2 separate regions of the Columba livia genome follow, and region 1 is linked to region 2. The links are chromatin contacts, called in public Hi-C maps. All regions are on one chromosome and are shown on one strand. The core of a region is the stretch at or near the end of the contact, and the rest is flanking DNA. Distances in the headings are between cores, read along the strand shown. Region 1 overlaps LOC102096298 (UAP56-interacting factor). Region 2 overlaps PLS3 (plastin 3).

The links. Hi-C and Micro-C count contacts between places; a contact is called where the count stands out from the background.
Region 1: a Hi-C map of liver shows a contact between it and region 2, with 4 times the contacts expected there. The contact joins two enhancer-like sites. A contact is called at or near these places in 2 of 2 Hi-C or Micro-C datasets (crop and liver).

Annotation. Positions count from the first base shown.
Region 1 is chr12:8,132,478-8,140,337 of bColLiv1.pat.W.v2, forward strand. It overlaps LOC102096298 (UAP56-interacting factor), which reads right to left. Exons shown (of 9, transcript XM_005500475.3): 3 at 5,526-5,668; 4 at 3,414-3,541; 5 at 2,477-2,561; 6 at 1,999-2,042; 7 at 1,838-1,912; 8 at 243-354. LOC110357462 (a long non-coding RNA gene) reads left to right here. Exons shown (of 3, transcript XR_010475662.1): 3 at 4,236-4,362. Among named protein-coding and RNA genes, the nearest start is that of LRCH2, 18 kb to the right of the region's middle. Within about 2 kb of position 2,289, at least 1 of the 3 cell types and tissues checked has an H3K27ac peak away from gene starts, as active enhancers do.
Region 2 is chr12:8,066,736-8,074,531 of bColLiv1.pat.W.v2, forward strand. All of the region lies in intron 1 of PLS3 (plastin 3), which reads right to left. Among named protein-coding and RNA genes, the nearest start is that of PLS3, 15 kb to the right of the region's middle. Within about 2 kb of position 3,341, at least 1 of the 3 cell types and tissues checked has an H3K27ac peak away from gene starts, as active enhancers do.

The sequences.
Region 1 (7,860 bases), core at 1,039-3,538, 65 kb after region 2:
ACAGGCCAAGAGGTGCCAACAGACTGGGGAAAATTAGGCTGAGTTTGTAGTTGCTGAACAGTCTTCTCAGGCGCCTTCAGTTTTGTGAGCAGCCCAGTCAGCACGGCTACAGGACTTTTCTCCTGGGTTATGCGAGATAAACCCAACTGGCAGCCCCAAAAACCTGAGCATGATGTTAACAGCTTAGTGGCAGGGCTGCTGCAGGGTGCAAGGTGTTGCCTGTCCCGACGATGATCCTCTACCTGGTTGGCCATTGCACGGAAGTTGAATCTCAGCGGCACTCCTTTGGGCTGGGGCTTGGCTGTGTGCAGCGGGGGCCTCTGGCGTCGCAGGAACGGGCGCTTGGATCTGGGCCTGGGAAAAGCACAGATCTGCAGTCACTGAGGATGCTAAGGCGGCTCGCTTCCTATCGTTTGCAAGTCAGCAAGGAGTGAAGGAGACACCTGCACGCCCTGTATGTCCCATAGGATATCTCACAGCAGCCTGGGTGAGTCTGAAGAGACTGGACAGGCTGGACGACTGGACAGAGAAGAACTTGACGAAATTCAACAAAGGCAAGTGCAGGGTCCCACACCTAGGGAGGAATAATCCCAGGCACCAGTACAGGTTAGGGGCTGGCCTGCTGGAAAGCAGCATTGCAGAGAAGGACCTGGGAGTCCTGGTGGACAACAGGCTGATCATGAGCCAGCAATGTGCCCTTGTGGACAGGAAGGCCAATGGTACCTGAGGTGCATTAAGACCAGCAGGTCAAGGGAGGTTATCCTCCCCGTCTACTCTGCCCTGGTGAGTCCACATCTGGAGTACTGTGTCCAGTTCTGGGCTCCCCAGTTTAAGAAGGACAAGGAATTACTGGAGAGAGTACAGCAGAGGGCTACAAAGATGATGAAGGGTCTGGAGCATCTTTCTTATGAGGAAACGCTGAGAGAACTGAGTCTGTTCAGCCTGGGGAAGGCTGAGAGGAGACCTTATAATTGTTTATAAATATCTCAAGAGTGAGTGTCAAGAGGATGGGACCAGACTCTCTTCAGTGGTGCCCAAGAATGGGATGAGGGGCAACAGGCACATATGGAAACATAGGAGGTTCCATCTGAATATGAAGAGAAACTTCTTTACTTTGAGGGTGCCAGAGCCTTGGAACAGGCTGTCCAGAAAGGCTGTGGACTCTCCTTCTCTGGAGACATTCAGAACCTGCCTGGACACATTCCTGTGCAATCTGCTCTGGTGAACCTGCTTTAGCAGGTGGGTTGGACTGGATGATCTCCAGAGGTGCCTTCCAACCCCAACCATTCTGTGATTCTGTGTAAAGGCTGCCAGGAGAGCTGCTGTGCGGGCAGAGTTCCAGCACTGGGGACTGTGTCACATCAAGTCTATCATGGGATGCTCTCTGTGTGCAGCAGATGCCAAGTGCCCTCACTCACCCTTCTTTTCTGCCCTTAGCTGGGTGCTGGGTCCTACAGCTGCACCAGCTCAGCCCAGGGGTGAAGCTGTCCCCTTCCAGCCTCTGTGTTCCCCTTACACACTGAGCATGACGTGTCCCGTTAGGCTGCATGGGTTCTTCCCTGTGACACCCCACAGTGAGCACAACCAGCCTGCTACCTCCCACATGCTGCCAGAGCTTCCATTTCTCCTCACTCTAGATAATGAACGAGCTGTATGGTAATTACCATCTCCTTTCAGATATGCCAGGAAGGGAACGAGACATCATTTGCTAACCATTTTTGGTCTGAACCATTCATTGTGCACTCATTATAGAAGAAGTGAAGCTGCAATAATGCTAAAGGGATTGGCAATGGCTTTTGTAGGGCTTGCATCCTAACAAATCATCTCATTTACTTACGTGCCGGTCTGGCCCGCCTGGGGATTAGCCACAGAAACCGTCAGAACTGCTCCAGGGCTGGGCTTCACTTGCCACCTGCCGAGACAGGGAGATGTATCCAGCTTCGATTCGAACATGAAAGAGCACGTCGTGTTTGCAGCGTGCCTTTGTTCACCAATTACCTTCTCCTCCTTGGTGGTTTCCCTTCTCTATTAGCATCCATCTGCTGTGAAATATATTAACAAAAAAAAATTACTTCAAGAATTAGCTCTCAGAAACCATGATTCCTTTTCCACTATTTCATTTGGTGTATCTGAATAGCCCTTTTGTTGCATGTTGTCAAGGAATCTGCTAATCTTGGGTTTCCTGCTGGCACGGGGATGTGTATGGGGTGGCTCTACTCTGCCCTGCTTGCGCTGCTGTATAAGCTGCAAGGTTTACTTTTATCACTTCCTTAGGCTTTATTTTCCAGCTGCCAGAATATTAAGCTACATTACAAGTTGCCTGTCCTGCAAATACTTTCCTCTGAACATACTAATTGTAAAAGTGATCCATCTCCCCCAGTTACTTTTGGAAGCAAAGATACAACTGGGCAAAAGCTGGTAGAACGGAAGGCTTGTCACCATCAGCAGGTTACAGAAAAAATGTCTCAATACTGACCCCTCTCTGAAAGTTGGCTTTGGAGAACCGCTGCTGCGTCTGCTTCTGCTGGAAGGCTGGTCCCCTCTTTAGCAGGAAAGGCCTGCTGGTATAGGAGAAGACAGAAAAGGACATCGTCGAATATCGTCACAGGTCTCTCCTAAAGTTTTATGCTAAAATATGTAATCCAGTGTGGTATTAAAAAGCAGGATGAGAAGCAAATGAGGCTGTGTGTTACCACACAGTTCACTCGTTCAGCCCAACAAGTTTTTCTGTCAGCGAAGACTTTCTGAGGAACTAATTTTTCTGCTCGAATGAAATAACAGCTTCTGTTTGTTCTGAACTCTGATCATTAAAAAAAAAAATATCGTGGAAGAAAATAATAGAAAAAAATCTGGTCAGCAGAGACCTCTGGAGGTCATTCAGTCCCTGCTCTACTCAGAGCTGAGAACGACAGGACTGCGAGGGAGCTTCCTTCTGGGCTCACAATGAGCCAGAACCGAGACTGTCCCCAGTGCCTGGCAACCTTTGCCACAGCTCCGGGGGTGCAGCATCTGCTCCTGCAGCCCCTCACCAGGACAGACTCCCTCTCCCTGCCTATTCCTTATGGCTGGAATCTGTATTTCCTGTCTTCATGAAAATAAATGCTATTTCACCCATCAAAAGTTTTCACCAAAGTGACAGAGGAAAATGTTTAATAAAAATATAAAGGTCACATTTTCCATGCTTTCTAAAATAAAATGACATATTATACCTGAATTATTAACTATCAGCGTAAGGTTGCTTTATTTCCAGGTACTTTCCCAACATACCCAGGGGTATTTTTCTCACATTGCATTAGCACACGTCCGTAGCCCTTCCCAGCTGGTGCAGACCAAGAGCAGAGCCCCAGGAGCTGCACAGGGAGTCAAAAAACAAAAATCAAAAACAAAAAAGCCCAAAATACAAAATATTTTACCTTTTCACTGGGGCACTGGTGCTGGCAGCAGCTGCTCTGAATCTCTTGGGGCCTGGGGGTGGCCATCGCCGTCCCTCCAGCTGCCCATTGCTGCTGCTTTTGGCGAAAGCATCGTTGTTCTTGTTTCCCTGAAAGAGCAGTGAGAGCTCAGCAGCTGCCACTCGTGCTGCAACCTCGCACAACAAAGGAGCGAGTGTGAGCAATGGCACACGACCGACTGTCCTTCCCTCCGCTGACTGCCGCTGTCTGAAGAGCCAGTGCATTTATCTGGCATTTTCTTTGGCTCTGTCTAGGGGAAAATCCAGCCTGCTCCAAGGTGCAGGCGGTGATGCTGACACCGCAGCAGTTCCTTCACTGCTCTCGGATGTGTCCAGTGTCACTTGCAATTGCTTCAAGGTGGGCTCAGCCCTGCACTGTTGCTCTGCATTCCCTGTATTCTCATTCCCAACCAGTTTTCCTTCTGCAGTCTTGCAACAAAAGAACTCTGCAAGTGCTTTTTTTTGTTATTTTCGTCGTTGATATTTTCTTGATGGGAAAGTGGTTCCTTGCTAAATCTATTAAAACCTGGTCTCTTCCATGGCCTTTTGTACCTACAACAGGAATAATTCTACCAAGCAGTGTTGCTGTAGTCTCAACATTTGGACTCAGTATACACTGTTGCCAACAATCAGTGTGTGTGCTTCAGCTCCTGAGCACGAAAGCATGAGTACCAGGAAGAATGTTTCATTCTAATGGTGCAGAAATTTTAAAAAAAAAAATAGTCTACAGAGAGCAAACCTCTCACAAACCAAGCATTACAGTTTTGTTCATGTTTCTTTTCAGCCATTGACTGTTTCTTGTTTGGACACAGAAGTTGCCTGGTTCAAGCCCTGAAGCATGAAGCACATCAGAAGACACCTCAGCAGCGCAGGTCCTCCTGCAGTTACCTACACAAACTGCCAAAGCCTCCATCCCATTTATTTCTGTGGGACAACCACCATTACTGTTACTACCTACTAACTGAGATGTGTTTCCACATTCTCCCCACTTGGTTTATTTCTGTAAAATGGAAGCTACAGTAGAATTATGCCTCCTAGCAACTGCTTATTACTTTCTGTTAATACCCAGCCACTCTCAATATCTGAGTCACTGTAGTCTTTATTTTCAGGAATAACCACTCTCCATGCACATGCCTGCTCAGTTTAGGGTTCTCTTATTTATACCCCCCAGACATAGCCATTAAATGTGCCATCATGTTCACCACTTTGCTGATCTTTTAAAAGCTTACTGGGCATATGTGACCTCCTAATTGAGTGGATTTCCATCAGTGTGGCAAAAAACAACTCCCTCTTACAAAGGACTATCTACCTGCTTGATTTCCACCTTCTACACCAAGTCACTTTAATATCAGTGGTACTCAGAAGGAAGCTGTAAGAACCACTTTCATGACCTTCCATCCCATCTCTTGAGTCTTAAAAATAGCTTAAAAATTAAATGAAAACATTTTATTTAAAGTGTTTTCGAGCAAAGACATGGTCTAAACATTTAAATTTGAAAAAGTGAAAGCCATTAATAAAAAAAAATATGCATTTTATGCTGAAGAATGTGGGCAATCTGACTCATGGCTGTCATAGCACTGGGAATCTGTGTCTCTGGGGAGATCCCCACTTGCTAGTGAAAAGTATGTCTCTGAATCAAAGTCACCTGAAGTCAACAACAGTCTATTCTTTGACCTCACTGAACCATGGAAAATGCTTTGGGTGAAGGAGAAATAATGGTGAATCTTAACATAACTCCTCTAAATGATAATAGTGAGATGACATGGAATTTGTTTTTATGGAAATACTTTTACATCTTTTAAGAACACATTTAAAAAAAATCTTTTTTGTAAAACCCATAGGAATTGATTCAGTAAAAATATGCCAAGTCATAAGCTTATAAAACCAACTGGAAAATTGCTATTTTATATGCATGTGTCTGTACTCACCTATGCATATAAATGCTGTGCACAGGCATATAAAAGATGTCTGTAAATTTTTTATGTAGATTGCTCTTTGGGGTGATCCAGGATCATAAAATCCAGCTGATTGCTACATGACATTTGGGAACAGCTGTACCTTCCTTACCCCCTACCTCTTGAACTGATGTCTGGCGATTTAAAGGGCTCACTCCATTTAATGCAGCAGCTGCTCTTCTCCTGGGACCGGGCACAGTATTCCTGAATTGCCTCCGATTGTATTGTTGTTGTCCAAACCCTCTTCTAAAACGGTTAGGTCCTATGAAAATAAACTCTTATTTTAGCATCCTTCAAAACTTGATTTATGATTACAATTTTGCAAATAGATTACAAGCTTAACTTAATATGCTATAGGAGTCTCTATATAAATAATGATGCAAGAATTGTATTAACTTATTCCAGAAAAGTAAATTGATTTTGCAGAATATTAAATAATTTATCTCTCCAGTGTTTCACTAACATTCTTATTATATGCAGGAGTGACAAACACATCATTTGATTTGAAAGAATATAGAAAAGAATTCCATAATTCTGATTCCTAATAAAGGCAGGAACACTCGCATCAGGAAACCTGTCAATCCGTTGTCAGGGTTCATATTGCTATGAACTAACTGTGAAATGGAAAATCCTTTTGATATAGGTACACGAGTGACATGAGCATCCAGAAGTCAACCTCACAGCAGCCTGGAATAGCTCTGAGTGCCCACATTATAGAACTTGATAAGTGAAGACTGAACTGTAATTTATATGTGTGTGTATATATATATAGATATATATTTACCTTGACATATCTTTATTTACTGCATATATTGAAGGGGGTACCTTCTGCTATTTTATGTACCTGCTCAGTACATATACACTCAGAGCCCATCTTGCATTTACATTTTTCCCTAAGGCTGTTTATGATTTTGAAGTTTGCCAAAGTGTCGAGCACGAGGAAAGCGCTCCCTCAGATGGAGGCACAGTGCATTAAAACCTAATTACTTCACATGATAAACTTCTGTAGTCCTAATGAAGCAGACATTCTCCAAGTTGTTATACCAGTGAAATGTGCACACATAGTCAGAGGGGTGGATAAATCAGACATAAAGCAGTACATGGGAGAGGGCACCAAGAGCACAGTTAAACCCCTGCACCATCCAGCAGAACCTCGTCGATACAAACCACAGAGCAGTTAGACACATGTATTGATCCTATACCATTGATTCCTACATCACAGCAATTTATAATGACTTGGAGCAATTAGAAATGAAGTGTTCTGAGGCAGCGGTGACATTGCTGTCAGGGGCCATCACTGCAGTGATTAATGAAGGCTCCAGCCACAGCATGTGACACCCATCGATGCCAGCATGGGCTGGTTACACTGGGATACAGGTGAAGATGATTTGAGCTGCTCTGCTCTAAAACAGAAGGGCAAGAGGGCATGCCTATGGGAAGCACCTCCCGAACAGCACACTGGGGTGTTTCACTCCCTGTGGCCCACAGTCCTGGTTGGGAACACTCACAAAAACACAATGCTGTTCACATGTTCTGTGGGGCCAGTAATTTTCTTTGCAAACCGTGCTCTCTCACCGCAGGAGAAGTGCAGGTGTTTAAATGTTCCTTTCCCGACAAACACTTGAATTTTGCCCATCTGTGTCTTTTTAACCAGATGTGGTCTCGCTGTGTTTAATGCCCCTTTTCTCCCTCCTGGTTCTGTCCCCACAGTTTGTTTTTCTCTTTCTTATTCCCTACAACAACCATCCTGGGCCTGTCCCTCTCCCTTGTCTGTTTGCCTCTGATCCCCACAACACAGCTCTCCTGCACTCTGGAGAGGACACCTCCTCTGCAGCAGGACAGACGGAGCTCAGCTGCCTTCCCTGGGTATTTCATCGGGGCGATGTGAGGGACTGACGCAAAAGGCAGCCCAGACCAGAAAATCATGCCCCAGTCAGTCAGTTCATATTAGAGAGCCTCTGCTCAGCAGTGCACTCAGGCATGTCGCAGCCAGTGCAAACAACTAACGATGGAGCCACTGGCTCCAAGGGGTACCCCGTGCACGACAGCTGGGTACCAAGTCCTCGCTCTGTCACGTGTATCCTGAAGTGTAACACATGGGAGGCTCCATCTCTGCAAAAAGTCTGGCAGGTGTTTATTAATGAAAGAACACCTGAATAAAACCCCAGAGCATCAGCAGCTGGGGAAGACCCCCACGATGCTGGGGTGCCTGCTCAGAGCCTGGTGCTCAGCACACGTGGGTTGGCCAAGAGGCACCTCTGCCCAGTAAATCCAGTTTGGGGAGAAGCCCTGATGTGTGACAGACTCTTTTTCCAAGGAGATTTGAAATTCAAATTTCTTGTCATTAAAAATCATCTTTCCCCCACTGGGGAGATGGTTTAAGCCATATTCCAGGAGGGATAACAGCATTTCGCTTGCACGAATTCTCTTGCTGGTTTAATCAGTGTAATACCC
Region 2 (7,796 bases), core at 2,091-4,590:
TGTTCTAAAAATTAAAAATACTTGACCAATACAGTCATTGGTTTTCTCTTTTTAAAAATTATGTTAGCCAGGAAAGTGAGTCATTGCCTATTCCCTTTTCTTGGGTATCACCTGAAAATTTAGCTTCCAGCTGTAAAGTTTCAAAAGAAGTACAAAAAAAAACCACCCAACCCCAAACCCACAACTTGCTAGCTTCCTCAGAATGGTAAGTACAATGGAAACCAAAATAGAGGTTTTTATACCCAGAACTGCAGCTGCCACTTGAAAGAAAAAAAATGGCTTGAAAAACACTTTTGCACTCCACCAAGACCAGGTTGCCTGTGCATCAGGTTTAGAGGGAAACAACTTTGCTCTGACTTGCATCAGCAATCGGCTTCAGCATCATGTCAGCTCCTTGGTGCAAGGACCCCATCTGTCTGCTCTGATCCAAACCGGAGACTGCATCCAGCTCATAAAGTCTTGGGAGAAATAGGCAACAAAGCTGAATAAACTTACTTCAGGGAGTTTAGTCCCTCCACTTTTCGTTCTGTGTATGAACACATTGCACAGTATAAATTAATCCTGTAAGGTTTAGGAAGTGCTTAGGCTTTGGGGCTTGGCAGGTCCTGGGGAGAGTGTGCCAAAGCCCAGCTCCCAAATCAGGCTGTGACGACTTCTACCAACAGCAGAATCATTGCAGGAGCAATGTCTGATTTGGGGAAGGAAAAGAAAACAACTCCTCCCCTTGTCTCTGGCATCTGTGTTGCTAGGATAGAAAAGCAGCACCTGCAGGTGTGCAGGTTGAAGATTCACACTGGAGAGGCAGACACCTAAAAACCACCAGCACATGGGTCTTCCAGCCCCCACTTCTTTTTCTGTAGGTGAGTGTAAAACATCTTATTGGGCTAACAGCTACTACTGTTCCCCCTGCCGGGAAGGGAAAGAGCATTGCCACCCGCTGTCCCCAGTCAGCACAGATCCTCAGGGGCTCCACCATGAGGAGAAGTTCAACTGGTGCACACACAGTGCACACGAAATACCTATCTTCCACATTTGCAAAATATCAACAATAGCCAGTTTTTGCTTTAAAAGCACTCTGCTCTCCAAATACTCCAAATCCATCCTGTTGGTCCAACCTGCAATTACACTCAAACCTAAAATAGCACTTTGACAGTGCAAGCACCCACTCATCTGCACGTCATGCCCCGAGACTTGCTGTGCTGGGGTGTGGTGACGGCAGGCAGCGGGCAGGCAGCTCCCCGGGCACTCCCTGCCCACTTCCTCCAGCATAGCTGGGCACACACCGTTCCCCATACTCTTCCAAAATAGGAAGTTTTACAATCAGGCTAACATAGCAGTGTATTTTGCTCTTTAAGAAAACCTTTTAGGGAAGCACAAGACGTCCAGGATGCTCAGAAGTTATTCTACTCAGGTGAGATGTCTGGTCTCCCGCATGGAGCATCAGGATTGAAAATTACACGTGAGGAGGACATGCAACACTGACAGGATCCCTCCAGCAAACCATTACGCAAGGACACATCTCCTCCCCAGCTCCAGCTGCCAAGTTTCACTGGGAAGCCACTAAGACGTATTTGCCCTCCAGAGGTTACTCAGCAACAGCTGTGGGAGTGGCAAACACTGCCTTCCAGGTGACAAGGGAGCAGAGAGGGTAAATCCAGGAGTCACCTTGTCACTCTCACCACTAGCCCCCAAGAATGGACCCTCTGGCAAAGGTCTGGGGCAGGAAGAGAGCACATGCAACGTGCTGGCCTTCAGCTGCAGCAGACTGTGCAACCCCACTGCTCTCTCCAGCGAGTCCCACCACCCAGAAGAGGACAGCCACCTGCTCCTGGACACCCAGCTTTCCTGCCCACTCCAGAAGTAGTCTCTTCCACCTCTAGTTAGCAACACCAAGAGATGTACATCTTCCAATATTAGCATGACAAGGCAACTAATGAAACCCACAGCAATGTCTAAGTCCCTGGGCATTCTACACCAGCCCTAGCGATTTTTGGGAAGGCTTTTTGCCTGCAGGCACCTCTAGCTCCTGTCTAAAAAAGCTGTTTGCTGGGATACAGCCAGCTCCACTGCCATCCAGTCAAGGGGGTGTAGGACAAGCTGGCCCCCTCCAGCATCCCCATGCTAGAGAAACCCCCATGGCCAGAGGGCTGGGCTGGGCCACACCAGCCCCAGCAGATCCCAGAGCCAGCAGAGCATCAGCTGGCTGGGTGTCCACAATCAGCAAAGGTGGCTCAGCTTCCTGGCTCTGCCTGCTCTGGTGCCGCATAACAAGCATTTTTGGGAGCATCCTCCCGAAGACAGGAGCGTGGACAGAGCCAAAGGAGTAACTAGCTGGAAGAGAAACCAGGTAACCCAAATAGTCTATCAGAAAGAAATCACCACACTTTACGAGCCAAGGCTCTAGAGAGCAAAGCTGAGTGGCCAGCCACTACCCCATTTTGGACTAGGATCAGTGACCATTTACCATGTGCTGGATGCTCCTCTCCTCCAGTTCTGTCCACATTCTCTTTTAAAGATAAATTGTGCACAGATGGATAGAAGCACTCTCCCCTGTGTTTTTTTATAAGCTTCTTGCCTTTGCCTTCAGTCACAACCAACTGTAGAGTACATTCCATCAATGTAAACAGCTATGGAAGGATTTGACAACAGAGGAGCAAGCATTTGAGCTAAGTCCTCAATTTATCAGTGTTTTTTTTTTCAAAAAAAAAAAAATCCATCTTTGCTAGATTTCCTGCTTAAAAGCTTCCTGAGCTGCTCTTTCAGTGAGCCTGTCATCAGGAAGAAAGCAAGACATTAGTCAGGCTCACGCTTATTTAATAAAAAAATTGCATATGCAGCAGGGACTGAAAGTTAGTCTTTATTTAAAAAACACTTGCAAACCGAAGTATGATTTTTGCAGTGCAACATAGATCTGAGGACTTGCCTGACTTACCCTGTGCTCCAACAGCTATCAGCTTAGTAATTAACTGAGTAGTTATTCACAGCCTAGAGCAGGGAGCCATGCAGTCACCAAAGAAGACAGCAAGTATGCCCAGAACACCGTGCAAAGGATATCTTGTGTCTCACTACTTCGTAAGGAAATCGGAGGCTCCACTGATGTCAGCTCCAGGAAATGAGCCACAGGCAGATGATGCCGGAAGCAGACTTTATATTTAGTACTGAGTCACCCACTTTATTAAATTCGAAAGACACAAAAGGTGGGTGTGGAGAGGGGACATGTGGAAAAAAAAAAAATAAAAAATGAACACGTTATTCCCTTGTGATCACAGGCAATGGGGAGTCTGGAGTTGGGTGGGTTTTATTGTAAAGGGAGAGAGAAACTAAAGGTGACCAAGGGAACCTTTTCTGCACTTTCACTGAAAAAACAGTTGCCAGATGTACTGCACCTCCCAGGGCAGAAGCCAGTGCTGAAGGTGCTGCAGGTGTTTGCGGTGCCACCAGGGTTTGCTCCAGTCAGCCCTGCAGACAGGTCTCAGGCCTGAGCAGGGAATCACCAGTTCTGGGGCACTTTCTCATCCTTCCTGCTATGTCATCTTTGAGCCAAAGCAGAAGCTGGTAGAAGGAACTTGGAGTGGAGAATAAGCCAGTTTTGCAGCTCCACCTAACTCACCATGAAGTGCACCTTGCACCTATCACACCCCAAAGAAAACATTTTGTTTTGGGCAATTACAACAGCATGAGGTGAAGGTCGATTAAGACCAAAAAGCCCGCAAGTCACTACTCAAGGAAATAGTGCTATATAACTGAAATTGTACTGCTGAGGAACACATGTGACTGCCCAAAATTTCTGAACAGGGAAGTTGTTCTAATCCATTTTCTGACAACATCAGTTTAGACACATTTATAATTGAGAAATGTAAAACATTCATGTGGGCTGCATCCTCATGGAATAAACTTCAGATTAATTTGCAAAACCTGCAATTTAATAGGAATGTAGTTCTTTGTACTAAGGTCTTTTGATATACAGAAGAAATAAAGTTTTAAAAGACAGCAGAAAAATGTTAACTGCAGATGGTACCACAATACAAATGACAGGAGTACAGATTTGTTCACGAGAGGTTCATATTTTCATACAAGTTCATCATAAGCCTTTTCATTTTCTGTCAATGATAAATTCTTTGCACAATGAGCAGCAGCGACAGCTCTGCAAAGTTTTCAGCTACTTAAGCCAGACTTTTCCCCTGAGAAGACTCACTTGCCAAATACTAAAACATAAATACTGTTACCAAAGCCAAGCACTGTACCTCATTTTGATTTTAAAAAAGCCAACAGCAAACGAGAGCTATCTCTAATGCCAAACACCACCAGTGTCTTGCCTAGAGAAGAAGCCTATTAGATTACTAATAAAATTGGTGTAATCTGTAAAATAAGATTACAACAGCAAAAAGGATGTGGCTTGAAAAATAAATCCATGGACAGCAGCAAGACCAGCAATTATGCAGAACCAGAGGTCAAGGACTGCTTAGTGTCTTCCACCTATATGGAAGAAAGGGTTATACCACTGTAGTCATCACCTGCTCCAAATAGCACATAGACATTTAGCCAACTGTTGACCACCGTCCGGACCAGTTTGCTGCAAACCACTCCTGGTTGCTGGGGAGGCTGTGGGAGACTGCCACTGGGTGGCTCTTCAGTCCCACACCACTAATCTGCGGGTCACCTCCCACTATCAGAAAGGTTTCGGTGCTGGGACATCAAGGCACAGCTGGTATAGTCACAGACCAACCTGCGCAGCAGCCTGTAGGCCCAGCCCAGCCTACAAGGATCTTTGAGGAGTCGCTGGTATCTCATCTGGACATTCTGCCAGATGCTGGAGGTAGAAGATTTTGGCATGTAGCTCATCATGTTGTACAAGTGGGCCTACAAATCCAGCTGTGTTCAACTAGTCCAGAATCTCATCTCAAGGGACCTTGATGCTTTTCCTGGTATTTAGCTCATGCCTGCAGTTGTTGGCTTCCCCTCTAACAGCTCCTTTTGTCTCAGACCCCAACAGAAAATCTTCTGTAGGATGGACCTACTGGAGAGACTGACTTCAGGGGCTCCCTTGACTATTGCACTATTTTCAGCATGCAGAAAGGTGATGTAAGCTGAATATACCGCTCACACGTATACTGCAAGTTGTCACCCATAGCCTTTAGGTCCCTAGGGTGCAATCTTCACCATACAGCTCATTACACTGTTAATTAGTAAGCTGCCTCACATTTTCTAGCCCATAAAAAACAGCTACTAGTAGCAGACCGATCTCTATGCTGTGAAGCCAGTCTTTGCTTTGACTCAGATTTCTTATTATCAAGTTGGTTGCTGCTTCCGAGTTTAATAATTTTTGAATTAGTAAAAAAAAAAAAAAAAAAAAAAAAAAAAAAAGACAACAAAAAAAAAACACCACAACAAAAACAACAACAAAAAAACCCCACACAACACAAAACCATAAAAACACCTTGTCCTTCCAAATTTATAAAAAAATATTTACAGTTCCTACATAAAGCCAAGACTAAGCAAGGCATGCTATTTGATAGAAGGCATGAAGCAACTTCACAGCTCAGGTAGGAAGGGAAGATCTATAGCTGGGAGCAATAAGACCACAACAAGGATTACACCAATGAGGTCCAAATGTTGATGAAGAATATTAGCTACTAGTACTACAGTTCAAAGGGCAATGCACTAAAAGTGCAATACCTTGCTATGTGCCAAGCTGATATCAACGTAATGCACAAAGCCTTAATCACTGAAGTGAATTATTGACCAGTAATGGTTGTAAAGCCTCTTGCATAACAGTGGGTTTCAAGGCCATTAGTGCAGGGCAGAATCTTACTCCACCTCCTGTCTTTCCAAGACCTCTTTGCATAGACCTTCAGATAACGAAAAGCAAAGGGACCAACTAAAACGACCCTATATAACCCAGAAAAAAAGGTATATACCACTTCAAGAAGAAGGCGGTGGGAGGGAGGCACAAAAGGTCTTGTCTTTAGCAATAGATCTAACTCAAGTAGGCTGATCGCTGCCATACCCATCCATCCAGGAGAGCTACAGTAACTTCCAGGAGTTTCTGAGCCAGGCAGGGGTACAAGTTTTCAACAAGAAGTCCAACTATGCTGCCTTTGCTTGAGCATTTGGTTTGTATAAAACAGTGGCAAGAGCCCAGCTGGAAATGAGATCAACAAGAACATTACAAAGGGGTGGGCAACAGAAGGGCAGGGGCAGGATTGCACGGGAGCCTCCCATCCATGTCCCCAAGGAAAACTCAGTCCCAACTTCAGCCAAACAGTGCAGAAAGAACAGACTGAAGTTTAGCTCAGACATTAAAGCCACTTGTTCGAAATATTTACAGTTTTCAGAAGGCCCAGTTTCCCCTCTCTCCTCATGGAAAGGTGAACTTCACCTAAATGAGGGTTCAGAAACTTGCTTATTACTTCCAGAAGCACTGAGAAACATGAATGCATTTGTAAATATATTTCCGTATTGACCTCCTTCAAAGTGTTGCTATCTCAGAAACAGTTCTTAAAAACAGGAGCCAACCTGCCTGCTTGTCTGCACAATACCAATCATAACAGGATAACTTCACATACAGCTACAACACTCTATGTATTCTCTAAAATAATGTCCTCACGATCCATTCTTGAAGGCAAAACCTTTTGTGCAGCATTCAGGAAGAAAAAGCTTAATCACTATATTGCTTTGAAACTCACTTCCTTTATTTCTGTGACCACCTGGAGACAAGCACTTGTTCTATGCTGGGTCAAGGAAATGTTTAACTAGACTATTTATAGCAGAATATCTATATATACGTGTATATATATATATACATGCACACCACCACAGCACTGCAGCTGCTCAGCAGTTATAGCAGAAGGCAACCACAGTTTTAACCCAAGGAAAAGAGCAACAGGCTGGAGTATCAGGCTGCTCAGTAGTGTCCTGCTGCAGAGGCTCCAAGGCAGGAGAGCATCCAAGCCTGTCCCTGGGACGGGATTCAGCATCCCGGAATCTCAAAACCACAGCCCTGCTCCAAACCCAAATAAAGTTCCACAGACCCTTCCTGGCTGATTAGCAGGAAGGAGAGCAAGATAGCAATGGGAGCGTAAACAAGGACCTGGGATTTATGATCTTTCAGACATTGTTTAGCAAGTGACCCAGCTGAAGCACTGCTTCACAAAACAAAAATGCCAATTACAGGGATGGGTAGCTTGAATTCAAGTTTCCACTTGGTTAGCGGCATTCTGGATACACTGAGAACTTTCATGCTTGCCCAGCAGTTTCATCTGCTGGGAGGGGTTGTGCTGAGCTCTCCCAGAAAAATGGGGACAGCAACTGTGAAAGCACATGGGACCTCATCCACCATCTCTGTCCCTCCCACCAGGGCTGAGTCAAAGGCAGCAAGTTCAGCCCTACTATTTGTGAAAGCAGAGCAAGACACCCTTCTAACTTGTAGCACTGGAGAGACAGTGGGAAAAGCAGATAAACCATCCCCCTCCCCTGCTATTTTGAGCACAGCTCATCAAGAAGTAGTCCTGGCACCACGGGCTTCTGCAGCCAGGGCTGGGACAGTGTCACATACATGAACAATGTCGCTAGGGCAAAGACCAATACAAACATAAAAAAAAACAAACAAAAAAACCCCAGAACAAAACCTGATAAAATTTAGAAAGACACACATGCGTTGCTACAAATATGGTAACCTGAAGTGCTCCAGTCACCATTGGAAACGAATGGGTACTTCAAAGGTGGGTTGCTCTCCTGAAGAGAAATGACTGATCTCACCACACTATTGACAGAAACTGCATCACTCATAGCCACTA